2 separate regions of the Mus musculus genome follow, and region 1 is linked to region 2. Evidence: chromatin contacts called from public Hi-C data. All regions are on one chromosome and are shown on one strand. Each heading gives the region's core, a stretch centred on a gene start, on an enhancer-like site or on the middle of the called end of the contact. The rest is flanking DNA. Distances are from core to core; before and after follow the strand shown. Region 1 overlaps Sugct (succinyl-CoA glutarate-CoA transferase). Region 2 has its middle 380 kb from the start of Gm31711.

Region 1 (6,311 bases), core at 3,029-5,528, 390 kb after region 2:
GGATGATGTCCTGATATGGATATGCTATAATTTATTCAACTAATCACTGATTTCTGTGCATTTAAATTACCTCCAATGCTTTGGTTTTATAAATATTATGGCAATGAACAAATGTGTAGCTTAATCTTTCTACAAATTGTTGATTATTTCCTCATCATAAATTCCAAGAAGTGAAATTTTGGGGTCAAAAGGATGCATGTTAAAGCTGGAGTACATGACTGCTAAATTGCATCCAGAAAGAGTCTACCAAATTCTGTTTCCACTAGAGGTGAGTGGATGACACTTCTCTGACCAAATGCTTTTTAGGTTCGCTACTAAGCTTTCTTAATTCTAAGAGGCAAGTTTCTCCTTCACATTTTAACATCTTCAAAATCATGTCACATTTTATCATTGACTCAATAGCAAAACTTAGTAGTATATTTTTCCTTTTTAGTGATACTTATAAAATAGGATTGCACAATGCCATCAGTGTTTTAAAGTCTAAATAAATCTAAACTTTACTCATTATACTATTAAATAACTGGTTGCTAGATAAACACATAGAAGCTTTCAAGTTTTCAGAAACAGTTTCATCATTGGCCGTCATGCTTGTGATTCCTCTCTTTTGATGTGGAAAAATACCTATATTTTATTCTACATTACATTCAAACATGTAATAAAATTAATATTCAAAAACTTTTCAAATGATTAATCATTTGTTCTAAGAAGATTTGTGCTTGTATACTAATATAAAGATTAGTTTACTATAAAAGTTACCTCTGTCAGATCACAGCCTTAAACAAGGATTTATGAAATATCCATTCACTGATTAAACTCATGGCAACAAAGGCAGATTTGGGGTGAGGTAAGGTTTGAAAGCCATGGTCTAGTGTGTCCAAAGAGATTATAGACTTAGTGGTTAACTACCAATTTATAATTTATTTGGGTTCCCTGGGTCATCATTGCTCAGTTGCAACCAGAGAATCCAGCAACCCAGAAACTAGTATTCTTTGCTGATGGGCATTCTTCTGGCCTATACTCTGAGAGAAGGAATGACTATGTGGTGTGAAAAAGGCTGTCTGCTGCACCTGTCAATAAAATCCCACTGAGTTTACTGAGACAAGGCTGCTCATGAAATATGATAAAATGGAGAACAGGTCTGTACTCTGTCAAGATCATCAACTGAGTCTACAGGTCTATCATATGCAATGTCCAAATCCAGTTAATGCATTCAACCAATGATGTAATAAACTACTTTAGTAAACAACTATTCTCTGTTCAATGTTAATGACAGGTAGATGAATAAAAATATCTTGCTCAGAACACCATCAAGTAAGGAGTATGGCTAAGTCATACCAAGTGCTATAGAATACAGCATTTTTTCTATTGATGCACACTGGACACTGGACGAGCAAAAACACTGGAAAAAACAAGAGGAAGTTGGAAAGAGCAGAAAACCACAAGAGGAGACTGATTGGTTGGCTAATGCACAGTACAGGAATGGTGACTGGGAATGCCTAATTAGCATGTGATGGAAGATGAGAGTGAAGTAGTCCAAGGACACATCTGGACAAACAGAAGGAATCAGCTGGAAGATATCACAAGGAGGTAGAATGGGGACTTGACCTCTGAATACAGAGGAAAGTACAAGGTGAATTCTGGGCTGCTTATCTTTTTTTGTAGCCTATGTGCTTGTCAGAATGTGATGGCTAGTCACTGACAGTGTGTGTGTGTGTGTGTGTGTGTGTGAGAGAGAGAGAGAGAGAGAGACAGAGACAGAGACAGAGAGACAGACAGAGACAGAGATAGAGACAGAGACAGAGACAGAGACAGAGACAGAGAGACAGACAGTGTGACCCAAAAAAGGGAAAAGATCTTCTGGCTTCTGGCTTGGATTTTGAGTTTGAGATGTAGTAGGTAGAGATATCCTGGGATGTATGTCCAAATTGCCTTTAGATAGGAATAAATATGGAATCTGTCGATAGGTCTTATATACATGAGTACGTTATTTTAGTTCTTTTTTTTTTTTTTTTTTTTTTTTAGTGAGTATACTCTTGCTGTGGAATAAGCATTGCATTTTTTAAAAAGAAAATAAAGTGTTTGTTGATGGAATATGCTGATGGGTGATATTCACTCCCAATAAACAGAGCTGTTTCTTCTGAAAACCATCCCCGGAGAAGACCTTTTCTCTGTACTCAGCATGTTCTGCCTAACCCACTCATCCCCCAGCTAAGCTCCATTCCCCCCAGTTCAGTTCAGTGCCCAGTGCCTGGACATCCTTTCAGCAAGGACACCAGAATGCTGAAAGAAAGAAGAGGTTCTGTAGGAAATAGGAAAGGGTGCTTTGGGAAGGCTATAAAGCTTTGGTAGGTATTCTGTCATTGTACAAATTAGGCCAATGGAAAAGGATCCCAATCTACCCACATCTGTAAACTGCTTGTCCTTTCTTGCACAACTAAAACACATGAGAGTAAAGCATGGCTTATCCACACTGTTTGGTTGGTTTTAAAAGTAAATGATGAATTTTAAAACTATGTGCCTCAGTAGGACCAAAAGTGTAATTTTTAGAAAAGGTTTATTCTAATTTTTACTGATGTGTATGTTTGAGGATCTGTTTGTGGGTATGTAAAAGTGAGTGTAGCATCTTTAGAGGTCACATCAGTTACAAACTAGAGCTGGGGTTTCAAGCTGTTGTGAGTTGCCCAACATGGATGCTTGGAAACAAACTCACAACCTCTGAAAGAGTAGCATGCACCCTTGCCCACTGAGTCATCTTTCTAGCGCACCAAATGCAATCTTTATAACCGAAACCACACCCTTGTGATGTTTTATTCTCAATGACACCCAGTAACTGATACATGAGAGCAGCCATAGTCCAAGATTCTCACAGTGTTAACTTCTGATTTGTGTCTGGAATTCTGGAATATGGCACAACTTCGGTATGAAGTAGATGTTTCAACCTTTAGTTAAACCAGGGTTAGAAAGAACAGTACAAACTGGGAGTTTAGTCTTATCAATTGGCTGCATGAGAAAATGCAGAGAATGATGAAGGGAAGCTGCACAGGCATCAAATAGGTACAATGTACTATTTTCATTTATTTCAATTCAGCTCTACTTGCAAGCATTCAGAGTTTTTGCTTCTCTAGGGTGTTACAATCAGCTTTAAGCAAGTCATTTGTGCGTAAACGAATTTGCTTCTGAGACTAAATGGTTGTATTAATGTGGCTTAATTGATAGCAGCCAATGAGAAATCAGTTACTGAAGGTCTCTGCATTAGTACATGGTTATATTAAATAATGCAGAATAACTTTTAAAAGGAAAGAAAAGCCAGCGCACACAAGCACATGGTTTTCATTTGGAGAGGAGGGGCTGGAAAGAAGCTGTGCTGTGGGGTTGACTTCATAGCTTCAGGCAAAACTGGGAGATTAACAGAAACTGTAGCAGGAGCATAGCTGTCTGCGTGTAAGGCATTTAACTCAGTGAAGGGCAGAGCTTGAAAGATCTTTTGAATTTGGGAAGAATAAGTCATTGGGAGAGGATGAATAGTTGTTCCTTTTTTTAAAATTTTTTGGTTTGTTTTCAATAATCAAAGTTACCTAAATAATGTCACCATGCAAAGTGACACAGTATTTTGGTTCTTTCTCACTTAATAACTTTAGCTTTCTATATGGCAAATGGGAAATGCATCACACATGATGTCTCATAATGTGGTCAAATGACTTCTCTCCAAAAGGGAAGAGAGTATGAAGAAAAGCACAATGATATAGTTAGTGATGGTGAAACCAGCAAATAAAATAACTGAAGCAATTTTATATACAGCTGGCACTTCCCAGAGGAATATTCAAATTGGACATTGGTAGATGCTTTGTGACGAGCAGGACTTTCATGAGCTATAAGACATTGAAGTAGGATTACTTTTGTCTCAATTCAGTTTAAGGGCCAGAAGTTAAACATGAAGTGGCTGTGTTTTCAGACAACTTTTGTAATTTTTCCAGGGCAGAGGTGGAAATCAAATTTGAGATCCTTAACAGCTACTTCATGGGTATGAAGTCAGAATGTGGTGGCATTTATACAGAATAGTACCCTTGGCCATGGAGGTGGGGAAAAATGTTTCTGTCATCCAGCTTTATAACTGAGACTTAAGGAGAGTGGCTAAGATGGTAAGTCTGGTCTGGTCTGGTCTGATATGGCATGGCATAGTATGGTATGTCATGATAAGTAGATAAGTATGGTATGGTAGGTGTGGTATAGTACAGTTGGGTAGGGTAGATATGAAAGGGAGTAGGTACGGTATGGTAGATATGGTACAGTGAGGTAAATATGGCATTGTATGGCATAGTATGCTAGCACACTTAGAGCATTTAGGTCTGAGTAAATGCTAATGTTCCAGGTAAAGGACAGCTGTTGCCTGAACCAAGACTGCAAGCGATCTGTGGAAGCACAGTGAGACGAATGCCAGCAACACCACAGGCAGCTAGAGTCCTCAGCCAGTCCCTTAGTGTCACCAAGTAGGGCTCTCCTTGCCCTTCCCGTCTACTCTGCCTGCTCATGTTCCTCTCCTAGTGAGTAACTAGGGTGATAAGTTGTGGTGAACAGGTAAGGAAGTGGGAAAGAACTAACAATGCCCTACTTCCCCAACTAGCCTCCAATTGTAGACTTTTGCACTTAAAATTGGCCCTTGCTGAGGGAAAATAGACATTCTAATTATAAAACAAACTCATAGAGTTTTGTCATTTAATTGCAGTTGATATCTGAATTACATTTTATACGAATTTACTTTGGCTCACAAATTGCAATGGATTCAACCCATAATCTACCAGCCGTTTGCTTTTCAGCCTATGACAAGGAAGACCATCACAGAGGAAGTGGTTGCAATAAATCTGCCAACATCACGGTGGTGGCGAGGTGAAACAGAAAGGAAGAGGAGGAGCCAAGTTCCCAATGTTCCCTTCTAGGGCACACTACCAAACAACCCAGCTTCCTTCCACAGACTTTCTTCTACAGCATCCACTGTCTCCCAACAGCACCACCTGCTGGAACCCAACATTAACACAAAGGATTTGTGAAGACAACTCTGTCAGCATTTTCTGAATTCAGCTTTCTAAATCAGCTCTAGGGAAATGTAAACCCTGCATATGTGTGCCAAGGACACTCATTCTGGGTTAGAGAGCTGCCACCCCAGGGAAGAGAATCCCTGCTTTACTGAGATTCCTTCAAAGGCTGAATGTTGAAATGTTTTCTCTAAGACTAATCTAAAGTTGGTAGCTCTAATAAATTTAAGAAAAGAAACCAATGTTCTCTCATGTTATATGTGCAGCATTTCTGACAAGTAGGAGTTTACTTTCGAGCTAGGTTTTATACTACAGTAAACTCTGCTTTTCTCTACAGGGATGATGAGTAGTGCTCATCCCATGCTACCTGATACTCTGCGAGGTTTGAGAAGCACCCAACAACAAATTAAAAAATTAAGTCAGCATATGTGTCATACACAGTGTGAGCTGGGCACTGAGGTTGCTATGATGAGCTGCAATATACTTTATTTTGCTAGAAAAGTGGGGAGATACATCAGTCCTTTAAAGAAATCACTTGTAGCTAAGTGAAGATAGGTTACTTTTTAAGCATACCATTCCTATGAGCTTCTTCATTGGTGTTGGTGTTGTTCCTTTAACAAATAGTATATTCTAAAACTGATGAGTGTCTAGCAATCATATATTATCAACAAGTGGTAGTTCCATGTACTAAATCCAACAAAGTCAAAGCTAGTTTCCAGTGCTTTCAAAATTGAGCTGCTTGCTCAGTCAACAGACCTTGGTTTCTCTGTGTTGAAGACAATCCTTAATTACTGAAGTGACTAAGAACTGAAACATAAAGTCTTCTGCCTTAGTGCTTTTTCTTTCTCAGAAAACAGAAATGTGTAGGCTACTCCAAGGAACCTTTATGACTTTGGATACTTTGTTTAAAAGGCTTGTAAAACTCTAATGATTTTGGACATAGAGAAAAAGTTTAATCATACTTTCAAGTTGTAAATTCTTCATACTACCAACCTACTGGTAAAATATATCTATTAGTACAATAGTGGCATGACTGTTAAGGAAGTAACCAACTGATCACTGCTTGGAATAAGGCTCACTCCACAAGAAGAAATTCCTGTTTGGTATTGTAAATCCAATAAAAACTATGGCCTGGTTGAGGAGAAGATAGGCCCCAAGTAAAGACTTCCTTCTCTGTTTAATTAAATTGACATGGAATCCTTCTCCCTTCCCCCATGTTTACACCCCATAGACAAAAGCTACTCTCCAATTTAATCAGAAAAGCTTCTCTTTGTAATGAAT
Region 2 (5,885 bases), core at 1,187-3,686:
ATAAATTAAGATAGTGGCTTACAAGGCAGCCTGGTCACGTGGTCAGCTTCTAAGGAAGCAGGACTTATATGAAGCAAAGGCTGACAGAAATTCATCTTCCCACTGCTTCAAAACTTCCTCAGGAGTTCAGTGGGCGAGGGGGATACACTAGAGCAAAGTTTAATGGCACAAATGTAAAAAAATGCCTGAATGAATTCCGTTCTTATGCATGCTGATTTGAGATTAATAGAATAATTGCTCAAGAAAACATTACTTTACATAGTAAAAAATTTCAAAATACTGTTTATAAACAAAAATGTTTAAAAAAAAATACTCAATGCCAATTTGTAAAACAAAGCCAAACCTATAAAAGTACTTGTTCTTTGGTAAGAATATTTCCACCTTTATTTTAAGTGTTGTACAAAATGTTTTAGCCTACTCCTTATGGAGTAGATATCTAGGGCTAGACTTCCAAGGACCACCTCATCGACTACACCAGAACACTCTGCACAGAAGCTTGCCTCAGGGGTGGTCCATACTTGTAAGACTCATCTTAATATCCTGAACACACTAACACTGGGTCCAAATCAAACCTTTCTCTGAGTTGTTTGATTGTTTGCTTTTCTTGATTGAATCTGAGAGCTGAACCTAAGTTACAGAGCAAATTCTTTCTTACCTATGTCCTACCCTTAGGTAGGAGGCTCAGCTTAAACACCAGCCTACCATTTATTAACTTGAATACCATCAGAACCATCCATGCAGCTCAACGAAAAAGGGTTAATACACAAATTTAAGAAAGACCTTTTGATGGTTCATTTTTTTGTGTGTGTTTTTTTGTTTTTTTGAGACAGGGTTTCTCTGTGTAGCCCTGGCTGTGCTGGAACTCAGTCTGTAGACCAGGCTGGCCTTGAACTCAGAAATCTGCCTGCCTCTGCCTCCCGAGTGCTGGGATTAAAGGCGTGTGCCACCATGGCTGGCTTTGATGGTTCATCCTTTTTTCTATTTATTTTTTTATTTTTATTAGGTATTTTCCTCATTTACATTTTCAATGCTATCCCAAAAGTCCCCCATAACCCCCCCACTCCCCTACCCACCCACTCCCACTTTTTGGCCCTGGTGTTCCCCTGTACTTGGGCATATAAAGTGTGCGTGTCCAATGGGCCTCTTTTTCCAGTGATGGCCGACAAGGCCATCTTCTGATACGTATGCAGCATATGATGGTTCATCCTTAAGAAGTTAAACCTGAGGTCTGTGGGAGGAACCCTGGCTCTACCCAGTTTGTTGATTTTTCCAACTGAATTGTTCCTCTATTCTCTCCTCTCTGTTCCCCTTCCCCACTCCATCTCCTGTTTCACGATGTGTGAATGTGTCTCTACACACAAAACACAGAACATGAAGCTGTGCTCTTTTGTAAGGGCACAAAAGGGCAAGGAAACAACACTTTGCCCTCTCCTACTTTGACAGCTGGAATTATTTATCCATCTGCACTAACCCATCTCATTTCTATAATTGGGCTCACTAACATTTGATCATGAAATTCCCTTCTTGGAAATGTAGGTAAATTTTTGTCACTGTTTTATCACTCCATCAAAGGAACAGGAAATGGATATGCATGGTCATTGACCACCAATTGTCCCAGTAAGACATCTATAGAATATGTGTAATTTATGCAAGCCGACAGCACAAGGTAAAGGGGCTTTAAGGTAACATGACGAGCTATGAAGGACTTGGTACTCAACAGCTTAGGAAAATATACGGTGTGTTTGTTAATAACAGACAGGCTAAAGTCAGGGAACTGTTCAATAAAACTAATTAACACTGTTTTGATTCCACCTACAAATGTCACTGGCATAACATTTGTAGTCATCTTAAGAAAATGTAGTCATTCCAACCATAGAAAAACAAAATAAAGTGCTTGTGAAACAAATAGCAAGGACTTCAGTGGGGTAAGTTTCTTGAAAACACTTACAGAAAAAAAAATGTTACATAGGCTGTCATGATTTTAAGCAGTTGTGATCTTACTGACTTGAAAGGTTATTATGGAGGCATCTTTGTGAACTCTTCATCCATAGAACTACTCAGAACAGATCACTTTCTGTCATTGGCTGGATGTATTTGAGACCAGAGATTCTGCAGTAAACCAGCATGAGGCAGTGAGTCATGCCTTCATTTTACTGAGAAACCACTGATCTGGCACAGCAGAACATGGAACTTGTTACTCTCCCTGCCTACCACAGAAAGTAGCAGGGAGAAGGTGAATGGCCACAAGGATGGGAAGAAACGGTGGTACTATTGGAGAAGGCTGAAGTTGGACACATTAATTACTTGGATGAGTTCCAAGCTTGTTTATCGAGGAGTAATTCTGACTTAAATATGTGAGCATTGCTGTTCACTGATACTGCTGCTCCCTGTCCCTGGGCAAGGCAGCTCATGCCTTGTATGACTAACTACAGAACACTACTATTATGTGCAAAGCTTGAAGTGTTTCCTGCCAGGGGATCTTGTTCTAGTTTGCATGACTGACCTCTGAATGTTTCATGACAGCATTAGCAGCTTTTGTCTTTTGTAGATCATAGCCTGCTTGAGAAACTGAGGAGCCCCACGGAAATGTGTTCATAATTCATATTTGACTGTGCTGACAGTTACAGGAAGTGAGAAGACCCCTTGATGCCCAGCATAGATGAATCAGTCACCTCTTACCACTGACATTACTTAAAGGAGCAAATTCTAGCCTGACACAGAAGCTTCAGGTTTTTCTATTTCTTTTACTTTCTTTTACTTATTTTTAGCAACAGCACAGTCAAGAGCAGGGACTTTCACATATACAGTAAAAAAAAAAAAAAAAGTGTACAGTATCATCAATGCAAAGTTGGACATGTGCCAGCCCCCTCCCCCTCCCTACCCTGAAGCATCTTCATTTGAATTTAAAGGGGTGGATGAGTGACAGCAAGGCTCTGTTCTCCTTCTGACAGGGCTTTGGCAGATCATTGGTTGTCATCAAACCTATTCCATATCTTGCTCCCTGCCAGGAATTCCACCTACATGCCTGATGGCAATTAGTCCCTTGTAGGTGCTAATGAATAAAGCACAGCACGTTGACTTCACGAGGATGAGAAAACCCACGATCCAGATTCAGAGAGTCACTCCAAGAATCTCCCCCTCCACACACACACCCCAATCTCCTGACAGTAGAGCTCTCGTTTTTTTTTTGCCCAGTCACAGGCTGGAGCCCCCGCCCTCATTCTCTGCACACGAGCAAGGGAAAATAAAGTTCTATGATGAGGACACAACTAAACAGAAATCAAGTGCTCCCCCCCCCCACCTTTTCTCTTTTTAAATACCCTACTCTGATCTTAGCACATGAGGATGCCAGTATGGGTTAATCTGGGTTGCAACATTTGAGGTGAATCTGCAAACTCAAGCATTGTTTGAAAGAAACAGAGACCTCCTTTGAAAGCATTCTGCATGGAGAGGATGGGGGGAAGCTGCCAGTGATTGCTGAGAATCCTAAGTCACAAAGGAGCCTTGAAACGTGTAGATTCTCAAATCCTGTTTCTGGAGATTCCTGGCCAGGAGGCCTAAAATAGAACTTAAATTTCTAAATGTTCAAGAAGTTGCCTCAGATGAAATGACTATCTCTCCTGGTTCTGGTCTCCTAATTGGCGGAGTTCTGATCAATGAAACGTCTCCAGGACTGTGTTTGCAGTAAGATTCAGAAGCTTGGGTTCACTGTTTCACATCCTCTGCTTTATGGTTTTTATTTTTTAAAAAGCAAACTGGTCATCTATTACAAATGAGTAAATGCTCAAAAAGATTCTTTTAAAATTGAAGCTATCGATAACTTAAAACCTTTTTCTTGCATGTAATGAAATGTCACAATAAAACGTATCATTTTGCACAATTGGCATACATAAATAAAAATGTTTTTAAAAAGCTATATTTGTATTATAATTTCCAAATTTTGCATCTTACCCAAGATGAACATGTATTCTAATAATAAAAGGTACAGCATTTCTTTTTTTTTACTTGTTTTTAATATTGTTGAATTCCAAGAGGAATAAATTTGTACCAGAGAAAATTGTACTTCAACATAATTGTTTGTTTTTTAGATCTTATGTGTGTCATGCATTTACTTAAGGGAGTTCATGACCTCATCATACTGCCACTGTCATAATATAAAAGGTAAAGGAGATTTTAAACCCTGGACACAGAGATTATCAGCCGATTATTTGTAATTTTTTTTGTACTCAGAATTACCTTTCTAGGATCTCAAAGCATATTACCAGACAAATTCTCCTAAAAATCTCCAGACATTTGAGCAGTGTGGTTTCCTTAGCAGATAGTAAATTAATGAAAGTGGCAAGAAAGACAACTTTATTATGGTTTGTGGGACTAACCAAGATGAAGAGAGTTTGAATGAGCTTCCTTCAGATACCCAAACTTCAATTTTATCAGGAAGAGATTTATTCTAAACCCCTGAGCTTTGCCCTTTTTGAGTCAATACTTAATTGGGAAAAAAAAAAAAAGGTGTGGTTCCAAAATAAAGCAGTGAAAGAGAGGGCCCAGTCTGATAGTGAAATGAGCAGTACAGTTCAGAACATTGCTCATGCGACATTGTAGACATCCATGCTCAACTGCATAAACCAACTTCCTGAACATCCAAGGTCAGGGTTTGGCAAGAAAGGAAGCTGAAGGTCTCTTACCATTCCAGTAGCTGACCCCGTGTAGCGAGAACTGGAAACACATAGAAGAATGCTATACTGCTGAAACAGAAAGGCTGGTTTTGAGGAAACCAGTTAGCCCACATTAGGAAGAAAAGATAATTTTTAATTGGATATAGAGTTATATGGCTGGACCTAAATTTATATCAGTCTTTTAAAGATCTAATCTTATAAGTATTATTTGTACTGTATTGGTAAGAAATTAATCCTAGAATGTTATTTTTAATGTTAGACTCTAAAGTATTTGATTTTTAAACTGATTTAATTGTACAATAGACATTGCCTTCATTTATGTATGGTCCCATTAGAGCAGGCAAATTAAGAACAGTACCCAGCATTGGATTAGAAAATTTCTATCACATCCTCTCATCCCATACCTGTGGCAGATGTAAACTGATGTCTGCATAGTTTCCTTCCCAGCCCAGGGAGCGACTGAACATTTCAGGAAATCACACAAATCAACTGGAGCCCGTACAGAGGCAGCACCTGGAGCCCCAGGGAGGCCAGGTGCAGGGAAGAGAAGAGGACTCTGGAAGAGGCAGGCAGGGGCCGGCTCAACGAGATCTCCTTCCTCCCTGACTTCTTAGCTTCCTCCCTGGGCTTGATGGATTGAGGAGCAATTCTGTAGGAACTCCTAGATGGCTTTAAAAGATCGTATGAATGCTTGAGAAAACACTATGTTCTGATAAGATTCCTATAGAATCATTTACAGGTGCTATACTAAAAAGAACTAGATTCTTCTGACACAAAGGATTTAATCTCCAAGGAAGCAGTGACTTATTTCTTGACTAAAGGTTAAGGCATACTTGTTCTTTTATTTTTTTATTTATTTATTTTTTCATTTGGCAGAGCTTTTCCACATCCCTTTGTGGGTAGCTGCCTCCTCTGCATATGTGTAAACCAGCTGTCCTTTGGAATGACACAGGCCCCCACAATGTCATGGGATAAGACATGTGGGAGTTGACTGAGAACCTTAAACAGCTACAGTAGGTGGGGCTCCTGGCATTTGGAAGTCAGGTAGTACTTGGCCAGGGTTCCATGCCATAAGGGCAAGGCCTTTGACCTGAACCATCATGTTTCAGTACGTGGATGCCTAATATAGGCAGGGAGTCAATCAGGATGACTTAAGAGGGGTGTAGGGCGGGGGGAGACTTTGCCTTTGCTGGAGTTCTCCAGATTGGCTCT

What was found. Hi-C and Micro-C count contacts between places; a contact is called where the count stands out from the background.
Region 1: a contact with region 2 is called in a Hi-C map of Th2 cells, with 1.8 times the contacts expected there. The contact joins two enhancer-like sites. A contact is called at or near these places in 2 of 484 Hi-C or Micro-C datasets (Th1 cells and Th2 cells).

The regions. Positions count from the first base shown.
Region 1 is chr13:17,023,828-17,030,138 of GRCm38.p6, forward strand. All of the region lies in intron 12 of Sugct (succinyl-CoA glutarate-CoA transferase), which reads right to left. Among named protein-coding and RNA genes, the nearest start is that of Gm25020, 180 kb to the right of the region's middle. Within about 2 kb of position 4,279, at least 76 of the 459 cell types and tissues checked have an H3K27ac peak or open chromatin away from gene starts, as enhancers often do. A contact at or near this core is called in Th2 cells, where this site is marked.
Region 2 is chr13:16,639,650-16,645,534 of GRCm38.p6, forward strand. No RefSeq gene overlaps it. Among named protein-coding and RNA genes, the nearest start is that of Gm31711, 380 kb to the left of the region's middle. Within about 2 kb of position 2,437, at least 55 of the 459 cell types and tissues checked have an H3K27ac peak or open chromatin away from gene starts, as enhancers often do. A contact at or near this core is called in Th2 cells, where this site is marked.